Regions from separate parts of the Gossypium arboreum genome. Here region 1 is linked to region 2. The links are chromatin contacts, called in public Hi-C maps. All regions are on one chromosome and are shown on one strand. Each heading gives the region's core, a stretch centred on a gene start, on an enhancer-like site or on the middle of the called end of the contact. The rest is flanking DNA. Distances are from core to core; before and after follow the strand shown.

Region 1 (5,594 bases), core at 535-3,034, 350 kb before region 2:
CAAGCTATATAGAAAATAGAGAGTTTAAATTTTCTTAAAACTCTATCATATAAATATGTTCAAATTAGAGCCATTGATGTAACTCAATCTGTACTACTGATGTAAGAGGAACTCAATTATAAATAGAGGCTTATTTCATTAGAGCAAATCAATTTAGAATCTATTGAAAGGTTCAACTTTTGTCATCCCTAATTGTAACGAGATTTTAAAATATCTATTAAGTTAATGTTGATAATATCATTTTAACGTTGTACTCAACACTTGGTTTAAATTTTGTTATTTTTCCTTAGTTTGTTATGTCTAATAGCTATTAACAATTGTATCACACTTATGTGTGAAAAAATAATATATTTAAAATATCGATGTACATTTAAAATAATTTTCAAAAATAATAAAATGAATAATTTGAAAATATAAAATGCCTATAATCATATTTATTAATTGATTCAAATTTGGTTTTTAGTACATTCTCTAGTTGAGGTGTTACTTTGTTTAATTGCTTATTGTATAAATAGAAATTGCTACTTGCCCCTAGACCTGATCAAGCCCGGTCGAAATGTAAGAGGTTTTGGACAAAAATATAGGCTTTAAAAAGGGCTTGGACAAAAAAAATAAGACTCGTTTAAAAAATGGGTCTGGCCTCAAGTAAGGCATTTTTGGCCCGAGCCCGGCCCGAATCCACTAAAAGACAAAAAAATTTACTTTTTTTAAATATTATTTTCTTGTTGTTTTCTCTCTATTTTGCTACCTTAAAGACATTTGTTAATTTTGTTATTATTTTAGAGACATTTTCTTGTTAAGTTGCATCTATCTTAGTCTTATTTAAATATACATATTTTTAAAATTTATTTTAATTTGTTAAAAATATTTATTTTGATATTTTTAGTTTTTTGATATATTATATATTTAAAATTATATAAAAATAATATAAAATTTAATATGGGAGAGTCCGATTGAGTCGGGCTCGAATTTTAACATTTTATTTAGTTTAAACTTAAACAAAATTTTAAACCCTAAATTTTTAATTGACCTAACTCTAACCTTACTCGACCTGACTCCAACCATGCTCACCTCTACTTAGAGTGATCATGGGTGGGAGGCCGGCCCGGCCAAGGCCTCCCAAAAACAGGAGGTTTGGGTAAAATATAGGCTCGAAAAATGGGCTTGGGCAAAAAACGAGGCTGCTTAGAAAGCGGCCCGGCCTCGAGTAAGAGTTTTTGATGGGCTGGCCGGCCCTACCAATTATATATTAATATATATATTTTATTTTATTTTAATTATTTTAAATTTTTAATATAACTATTTTTATTATATTATTAATTTGTGTATTGTTTTAAGAATTGTTTTAGTATTATTTTTATTTGTTTTAATATTTGTTTTATGTTTTTAAATATATTTGATTTATTATATTTTTAAATTTTTTATTTCAAATAAAAAATTTAATATAAGCTTGGCGGGCAGAGCTCGAGCTTAATAATTTTATTTCAGGCCGGACTTGGGCAAAATTTTAGGCCCATATTTCGGGCCAAACCGGGCCCGAGCCTAGTATACGGGCCTAAAAATTTGTATGAGTCCGACCCGAACCTGACCCGACCCGACCCATTATCACCTCTACCTCTACTTGCCCCAAAATGAAAATCTAAGATGAAATCAGAGATGTCCAATGATTTGTTCGTCTACTCAAAAAGTCAAAACATAAATCATCCGAGTTCACAGGACCCGACCCGGTTATTGCCAATTTTTTATTTTCTGGCGTTGGAATGGAAAGAGCCAAACCCACGCGCGCTACTATTCTTGTAATTCCTTACTTTGCCCTTTTGCATTTACAAGTTCTTTTTAAGTTTTAGTTTAAAAGTTTTATTTTTTATTTTTCTCAATTAACCCTGCTAATCAGAAATTCTGTCTCGCTCTCTCCTCCATTATTTCATTTTCTTCTCACCATTTTTCTTTTCCGAGAGGTAATCTCTTATTATATTTAATTTTGATGTATAAAATAAATTCTATAAATATGTATGATCAACCATGATCTAAACCTGTGTAAGGAGTTTTCTTTTCTCAATTAATAAATTCTTTGGGATACATGATAAGGATATTGTTAGATTCAACCTTTTATCTCGTTGAAATCCAAATCTATACATATGATTTTGCTTCCATGTTGTTTTTCAGGTTTAGATGCGTTGATAAGGTGAAAAAGAGAAAGAGGGCTGGATTTGGGAGATCCGATCGTAGAAATTTGGTGTTATTTGAAAGAAAGATAGTTCAATTGGTAAATTAATTGAAAAATGGAGTCGTCGAATCAAGCGGAGTTCGATTACTTGTTCAAGTTGCTGATGATAGGAGATTCAGGAGTTGGAAAGAGTAGTCTTCTTTTAAGTTTCACTTCCGATTCCTTTGAGGAACTCTCTCCCACTATTGGTCAGTATTCATTTTGAACTGTGCTCATCAACTTTTATTCCTTTTTATGTCTTATAATTTATAATGGCATTGTCTTGATCTCTGGAACATGAAGATATCTACGCTCCCTTTTGGATTTTCTTTTCAAGATCAAAAGGCGGCTTACCAAAAAAATTTTTTGAAGAAAAATTGAAAACATAACTTTCTTTTGGAGAAAATTGTACGAATTTACTTATGTATGGATGCTGTTGTTACTTGCGTTTTCCAGTTTAACCACTAGGAATTATCCAAATGCTTAAGAATAGAGTTTCCAAATCTTAAATTTTAACTCGATTGGATCTCAAATGTTGGATGTGCCAAATTAATTCTTGGTTTTATGATTCTGAGAAATGAGGTTTGCATTGTCTTTTTGTGGATAGTTTTGTTTTGTCTTTTGATAAAAAGAAAGGAAATATGATGAGTGAACAGAAAGACTGTAAATTGGGAATGAAAATTTTATTTTATCAGAAATCTAGAATGGATTGATGATCTTGCAATGTGGTCTTGGTTAAACTATTCTACTTCTGTAAAGCCTTCAGTGCATTCACATTAAACTGATTATAAGAATCATTAATCTGCTTACATATCTTTATGTCCTGATTTAGAACTCTACTTGTTTTGTTGTGTAGGTGTTGATTTTAAAGTGAAATATGTAAATGCCGGGGATAAAAAGCTGAAGCTTGCAATTTGGGATACAGGTAATACCTAAAGTTTGCTAATGTGTTATTTCTGGTTTTTCTTTGATTTTTTTTTTTTGAAAGAAAAAGGCCCAAAAAGGCCAACTATATTAAATTAGAAGGTATCATCCAACACCAACCGGTGGATGAAATCCGGGTAGTCCAAACCAAAATCCAAAGCAGTGATCCCATCCATCAGCCAATATGCCATGCAATGAGCAACATGATTGGCTGACCTATGGGAAAAGGAAAACTAACAGCATTGAAAGAATTGCAAATACTTAAGGCCCCTCTAACAATACGGCCATAAATGGACAAATCAAGAGTCCGATTATTGAACTTATTAATAATAAAAGCACAATTAGACTCGAAAATAACTCCGGAGAAACCCTTCTCGAGGGTCTTCTAAGCAGCGCAAGCCGAAGCGATAGCCTTAGCTGAATGGCCATCAAAAGCCTTGGTGATCGAACAAGCATAATCAGCTAGCGCCATGCCCTCATGGTCAGGAACAATGGCACCGCTAGAAGCAACTTTTTTCTATGCATTTCATGCCACGTCAACATTAATTTTGACCGCATCTTCAGGAGGCGGAGACCATCGGGTCACAGTCAGACGTCAAAGTAACAACGGCGCATACAAAAGCTTATGCACACGAAACTCATGATGGATCGAACGAGCTCTCAAAACCACATCTTGCAAAGAAGAAACCTGCCCTTGAATCACAAACAAGTTCCTTGCTTCGGACAGTTGCCATAGAAGCATAAGAAAACTAGTGAAAGCTCTTTTGTCCATCTTCCTCATTGCTGCCTCGAGCCAATCAATTGCATTGTAAAAAGACAAACAAAGCAAATCATTATGAATATTACACAAGATTAAAGCCTCCCTTGAAATTGGGCAATCCCAAAGAGCATGTATAACATCCTCCTTAGTTGTCCTACATCTAGGGCAACTTGGATCCACCCCTAGGGAGAACATAGCACATCCATTAGCCGTAGGGAGGATGCCATGACCCAGTCTCCATCCAAACAATCAACTCTTTGGAAGGGTTTTAGCTTCCAAAGTTACTTCCAAAAGACTGAGGTCCTAAACCCAAAGTCTAAAGAAGTAACCAATTATACCCTGAACGCGTGGTATAAACATTGTTGGGGGCATGCCCCCAAACCAACTAGTCTTCACTTGCCTCGCCAATACGCAGATGGAGAATTCGGGAAGCATCTCATCGTTGCAACAAGATCGAACTAACATCTCATCCTATCTCTGGTCTTCTAGAAGTAATTGAGACACCCTAGCATCATGGGGAATAGCATCACAATGACCTATATCAGGCCCATTTATAAATTTGTCCTCCCATCCATCCGTCCGGATCCTTGCCGTATTACCATTCACTATCTTCTAGTAGAAGCCCGGATGAAGCATATTTAACACTTCCATAAAGCCCTTCATATTCATACATGACGGAAGTGGTTTTCCAATGATTCTCTACTTTTGTGCTATATAAATTGACATCTACATTATTATTTCAACCTTTCTTGTCTTGAATAAATCATGCTAGAAATTGGCTTGTCACAGTGAATTATATATAATGATGTTTGGGCTATTTTGCTTACTTTGTTTCCCTTTTAATCTATCACCTGTAACTTTATCAAGTTTCTCTTTAACATCTCTGAAAGGGGGACCTTAGTTTTTATTGCTCAAACACCTATATTTGATGAGTGCAATGCTTTTTTAGTTGCTAAAGTGTCACTTAGTTCTGACAAACAGCTTATTCAAAGAAAATATTAACCTGAGATTAGTAGTTTGAGTTTACTAAAGTTCTGTTTGATCGATGCTTTTGCTATGTCCTTTTGTGCTGATATTAAGAATCAGTAGATGAGTTCAGAAGAAGGAAAAAAAAAAAAGAATCAGTAAATGAGTTGTGGATAGAGGTGAAATGCCACTTGAACTTGAAGCTACCTGGCTGCTGTTCATTTTTTTTTCCAGCCATTATTTTTGCAAAATCAAAAAGAAAATAGCAAAAGCATAAAAAATGGGGGAGCCTAAGCGAATTAGGTATTGTATCCACATTAGGATTTATGTTATGAAGACTCTGCATATATATTAATTTTATATACTTTTCAATGCCATCAAATATAGCCTTTTCCATTGGTGGCACTCATTTTTCTTTTGCATGCACAACTGGTACGCTTTTGTAGCCTTTTCAAAGTGAAGATCGTAAATCAAAAAGGTATGCCCGCATATTGGGCTTGGTATGTTGAAATCTTAAGAACCAACTTAATCTTATCATGCTTGGGTAGAAAATTGCATAAATGGAGCTGAGCCTTCTGGATGTTTTTGGAAATGACATTGCAATGATCTGGACTTTTGTTTGCCTTCAAAAGCATTGAATTGAGATGCAAGCATGTTCTTTGAGGAAATATTTGTGAATGAAGCAAATTATTTGGTAATTGTCGTATCATTCTCTGCATCATTTAGTTTGGTTAGATG
Region 2 (6,010 bases), core at 1,661-4,160:
AAAATAAATTATAAAATAGATATTTGCAAATATTAAGAACTCCTATGGAATATGGAAGCCCTTAGGGAAGAGACATTTTTTGTTGAACATGAGATCAAAAAAAAGAAATCTCACTTTAATGAGGTATACATAATGGAGACTCCTAACTTTCAATATATTATGTAACAATTGTTAGACGCTTTTGAACTTTATGTGCAAGACAATTCCTGAAATTAATAGAAAACTTAGTCAAACAAGATAAATGTCTCAAACAAATACCACAACCCAAAATAAAACCCTGAGGCCTCTAACGAGATTGAGTTTCTACTTCCAAGCAAAGGTCAAAGGCATGATGTCCACATAATCAATGAGTGGGTAATTTAGTAAGTAATAAATATGCGTAATTAATAAATAATTTTCTTATTTACACTTAATTTTTATACATGAAAATCAGGGGAAGCCTGTAATATCCAGGAAAAATGAATTTTGCGTGGATATTAAGAGCATAAAACAGAACAAATAAGTCAGTTGCCTTCATGGCTAGTTAGTTTCTCTTTTGAAGAGATTTAAATCCCAGAAACTTCACTTTTGTTCAACTTGACAATAAACACTTAGTTGGCTTTTACAACCAAGACATGGATGTAAGTATTTCATCTAAAACAGATGCACTGTAAAGAAATATGCGGTTGCAAGTATGGAATCTGCACCTAGAGAGAAGCAATTTCAATACCAAAAATAAAAACCCTCCATTGAGAAGATACTGTATAGATAAGGTTTTCTCGTATGGAGTTAAAAGTGCCTTAATGGTCCTCTTGGGAACTTATTTAAGCAGCATATCCTACCTGGTTTTCATGATAAGGATTTTGAGGGAAAAAGATAAAATTTTCAACCACAAAGCATCTTCTTAAATTCTATAGTGGGGCAAATCTCTCCCTACAAATCTACAAAATCAGCCTGACAATTAATTCCCAAACTAATAACCCCTTAAAAACCAGACATTTCAAGAAGCATACAGATTAGATTTGGATATCAATTTGTGGCACCAAATCTGAAACTCCTCAGCAATAATATTTTGAGAAATGACAGGAGCCAAAGTCCAACATAAGAAAATAGAGAACTGTCTGTTCCAAAAATGATTTCACCGCCTAGACAAAACTTTTGGATTAACTAACAATAGAAGTATACAAATTATTAAACATTATATGTTCCTTTTTTCCCCCAACTAAACATAAGAGTCAGTTATCAAGATCACTGCAAGAATTTTTTTTTTTTTAAATTTTCCCTTCCTTCCAATGGTATTGACAAACTAGGAACATTGTAGAACTGGATGTGCCTCAAAATTACAAAGAATTAGTATAGGATAACTATGAATCAAGATAGAAAAATCAAGAAACTGCTATAAAGTTGCTTTCAAAAAAGAAGAGAAAATGACAAGTGATTCCAGGGATGAGCAAAGAGAATAGGACCTTCCATAAATAGATATTGCAAGCCTTTAAATGCTTTAAAAAGTTCCTGTGAAAGATTAGCCACAGCATCTGAAGCAGCAGCACCAGTAATTTTTGTGAGGGAAAAGGAAATGCGAGGCATTCCTTTTGATTTCTGAGCAACTAACTTTGCAGATTTAGTATCTGAACCATAGAAAGAACAAATATCAATAAAATTGAATTCGTTTGCTATTTTTTTTTCTTAAATCCAAAAGGTTTAAGATTGAAATGAATTCATATAATTCATTCCCCAAGTCTAAATTTCTTCATCCTTCCTTCCAAGCAAGTCAAAGGAGCCAACTTGGCTCATCTGGAGTTTCAGTTTATGAAAATTATTTAGAACCAGTTTACAAGGGCAAGTCTGGTGGGAATACTTTCCCAACACCATCCAAAGGGAATTTAAAGAGATAATCATCAAATTTACCATTATAGTATTGCTAGATCTTTGATTTCAACCTGTACAATTTTGTTGAATTTTGGAACCATAATTATTTTGGTTGATCGTTGGGCAAAATTTAACATCACAGTGGATATGAGATCACCGACCATTACCTTAGGTACTTCTCATGAAATTGAAAATAACAATTGGAAGCACAAAATATAACTAAGGAAAAGATGTATCAATATGCTTGGCATTGTATATTTCCTTTTTACTGTGAAATTTCATGCCATAAATTCTATTTATCTAAAATCTAAATAAATTGGAAAATTCCACAATAAAATTAGCTAATTTGGGCAACTAGAAACTCAAATTTTGCTGCTAAAACAAAAGCTAAAGATCTAGATTGCAGCCTCATAGAGGGTAAAACCGAACAAATAAAAAAAGAATATTATTGATTACCATTTGAGTCAGGAAGTGCTTCCAAGAGAAGCTTTACATCTTCAGACTTAATGGAGGCTACCAGATAGTGAATGAATTCAGACCAAGAACCGCCTATCCCAACACTGTCCCTCTGCACATTAAACCATTATTTGCACAAAAATAAATAAATAAAAAATCCAGCAAAGCAAATCAAGAAGACGAAGAAGACCATGTCCTCAAGCTGCGAAACGGAGCATACGGACTCCCAAGTGGTGTGGCGGAAATCAGAGACGCAAATCCTTAGATGAGATGAATCAGGAGAATGAACGTAGAAAACGAAGGCGCTTGATTGGCCCAAACCCGAATAAGTACCCGTCCATTCGACCTTTGGTTCGCCGAATATTGGCTCAAATTCTTCCAACACCGCTGGCATGTTGGCAACGATGAATGACTAGAGAGGGAAGAAGGGTTCGGTTTAGGGAATTCTCAAAAAGGTTTAATTTTATTTGTTTATCAAAGAAAATTGTAGTAAAACGGACTCAATGCTCATTAAGGACGGTCACCCAAACCAGCTCAAAGTTTACATTAAGTTTGCAGTTTACAATCTTGACATCCGGTCAAATGCAAGAAAACGATTTAATTTTCTTTTAGGGTAAATTACCCAATTACTCTCATTCTTATTTTGGTCACTTTTAAAGGGCACTGGAAGACTAATTATGTATTTTCACTTTAGTTACTCTAAAATTAGGGTAAATTATTCTCGTCAATATTTTAGAGTAAATTATTCTCGTCAATCACACTAAATAGGGTAGTTCTTATTTTGGTCACTTCAGATTCTTTTTCATACAAATGCACTGTTAGTCTTTCGATACCATTTAACGGTAGAGTGACAATTTGATCAATTTCTTTTTTGGTAGCTAAATTTAAAAAAATTTGGGGTGACCAAAATGAGAGTGACCCCTTTTTTAGAGTGATTAACGGTGTGGTTTACCCTTTCTTTTAAAATTTATCAAATAATGAATATAGATGGAGTGGTAATAAACTTGTATTTTAATATTATTAAATATTTGTTTCATCTTTGAATTCATAATTTTTAATTTTTATTTAAATATGATACAAAATTATGAAAGATAAAAGTGTTATCATAATAATATTATTATAATTTTAAAAGGGATATTTTTTAATTTTATAACTAAATTGGTGACTTAGTTTAAGGTGACACCAACTCAGTAAAATACTCAAACAATAGTATTAGATATGCCCCACATTTAAAAGTTAGTTTCTTTACTTTTATTCTAAGAATTTAGTTCTTCTATTTTCAGATTTAAAAGTTTTAATCTAATTATTAATATCGTTAAATTTTTTGTTAAATCTACTAGTGTGACATATTGAAATAGAAAATACATACTTGGTAATTATGTAACAAAAAAAATATTGTAATTGACTTGAATTTAATAGAAGAATTTTAATAATATTAACAATTAAACTTACATTTTAAATCTAAAAAAAGTAGAATGAACAAAATCCTTGCCAATAAAATATTTTTAGGAAAATAATTTCGGAAAATGATTTGCTTTTGAAAATGATTTACTTTTCTTGTGTCGAATGAATTTGTGTAAAATATTTTTGTTATTTGATGATTTCCTAAAATATTTCATAAAAACTGTTTTAAATTAAACAAATATATATTTAAGAATTTATTATCTTTTCATTGTTTAATTGAATTTATTATATATATATATATATATTAATAAATTTATATTTTAAATTATTTTTACATATATTACAATGATTTATTAAATGTATATAATAAGACTGTTTTTTTGTTTCACTTGAAGACACAAATACGATATAACACATTCATTTGATATAAATATGTTTGGATCATACAGGATTTGTATAGATTATCAATCAATTAATTACAACTTGTTTAGCATCCATCCATAAAATGTTTAGAAATTTCTTTTCTTGATTACATATAATAAGCTTAAACTTCTTTAAAATGGATGTGAACTCAAAAAGACAAAATTGAAGATTATGGAGGACACAAAGCACACCGATTATAAAAACCAACCAAATAGCTTTAACCATTGATTTTCTAACACACTTGGACAATGTTTTGTTACCCAATGACGTAAGGTTCAAAAAGTGTTATCCAAGGATTTGGATCATACTACATTACATCAGAAGCTCGTTCAAACTCTTCTCTTAGAACTTTAATGCTGAACTTGTCCACCACTCGACCAAGGTCATGAGATACCACAAACGGATCCTCTATGCAGATTAAATGACGATCATTGCCAATTTTTCTTGTCCAGTCTTTTTCTCCCTTACTGCACAAATGGAGTCATCAAATTAAAAACGTTTTTGTTTTGTAGAATTCATTTATTTTATCCCCACCTACAACTATTTAGTCCTCGGTTTATGCAAAACCAAATATAGCATCTATTGACCATTTGCAAATTACAAGCCATTCTAAAAGAGTGCACTCATGTTTCTCCCTGCTCAGAACTTACAACAGTAAATGGGATCTGTTAATATTTTAATTCACTCACCACAAGATGCAACTAATACCCAAAGAAAGTATTTAAAACGAAACCAGATACATGAATTTTAACTTGTACTTATAAGTTCAGAAACCATGAAAACATTTTATATTTTCACCTCAAACTTTATTAGCATTCCTGAAAGATAATAGTTTGCATCTCACCTGATCAAGCTTCCTGTGCGTACAGATATTACTGAATTTGCATAATCATGAATATATGCTAATAGTTAAAGAATGCCCACACCAACAATGTTGTAGCAAAGATAGGGCAAAATCCAAATACTAATTAAAAACAAAAATTGATATGGGAAGCAAAAAGCATACACACCTGCAAGCATGGAAGGATAGCAGGTCTACGTTGCTGTAAGAAATGAATGCACATCAAAACATACCAACAAAGAAAATACTAGTTAAAAATAATAATTAATAAAAATAAATAAATAACTAACAAGAACATGTGACTTTATAGCTGCAAGTTAAATTAAGCAATACCTGAAATGTGTCCTACCTATCTCTAGATACATGAATCCTACCTAAATTGGTATCATCACAGCTTATAAGCTTATACTTTTATCTATGTTTTTATTCATTTCAAAGCAAACCAAATAGACTAACCACAAACACCATTGAAATATGCTGCTCAGGAATGATGTTGCTAGCTATGGGAATAGCATTATAGTTGCAAACAACTCACGCGTAGCTAGATAGAGTCCTTTGGTAAGTTGCATTCACTCATCTGGTCTTGGCCCAGTGTTTCACAGTAAAAGCCAACTGCTATAATCTTACATCGATCTTTGCATAATCTCGTAGAAGCGTTGTATTTACTACAGCAAAAACATTGTTTACGCATATGTCACAGGAAATTCCAGTCACTGGATCCATAAGCTTTACTATGGGGACCCTAGCACGAGTCAGTGCCTGTACATGAGGCCAACAACAAGTTATACTCAATTTTATTATAAAGTTTAACCATGAACAGTCTAAGTTTCAATTGCAATATTCTCTATACATATTATGAGTCTGAACTTCAAGTGCAAATTCTCTATACAGATTATGAAAGCATATCAGCTGGAAGTGACAACAAAAAGTAAGAAAGTTCAATGGAAACAGAAGGAGGGGGGCTCAGAACCTGCAACTTCTCAAACTAATATAAATCAGATGATGAACCTTAAGGGTTGTAAAATAGAGACTACTTAA

Evidence for each region. Hi-C and Micro-C count contacts between places; a contact is called where the count stands out from the background.
Region 1: a Hi-C map of leaf shows a contact between it and region 2, with 2.6 times the contacts expected there. The contact joins the promoter of LOC108489393 here to the promoter of LOC108489424 in region 2. A contact is called at or near these places in 2 of 5 Hi-C or Micro-C datasets (both in leaf).

What each region holds. Positions count from the first base shown.
Region 1 is chr10:24,434,572-24,440,165 of ASM2569848v2, reverse strand. It overlaps LOC108489393 (ras-related protein RABC1-like), which reads left to right and starts at 1,784. Exons shown (of 7, transcript XM_017793925.2): 1 at 1,784-1,958; 2 at 2,167-2,415; 3 at 3,063-3,131. The coding sequence starts at 2,283.
Region 2 is chr10:24,082,328-24,088,337 of ASM2569848v2, reverse strand. LOC108489424 reads right to left here and starts at 2,910. Exons shown (of 7, transcript XM_017793970.2): 1 at 2,495-2,910; 2 at 2,305-2,416; 3 at 1,446-1,607. The coding sequence starts at 2,698. LOC108487802 (a long non-coding RNA gene) reads right to left here. Exons shown (of 6, transcript XR_008271842.1): 4 at 5,508-5,731; 5 at 5,142-5,174; 6 at 4,326-4,598.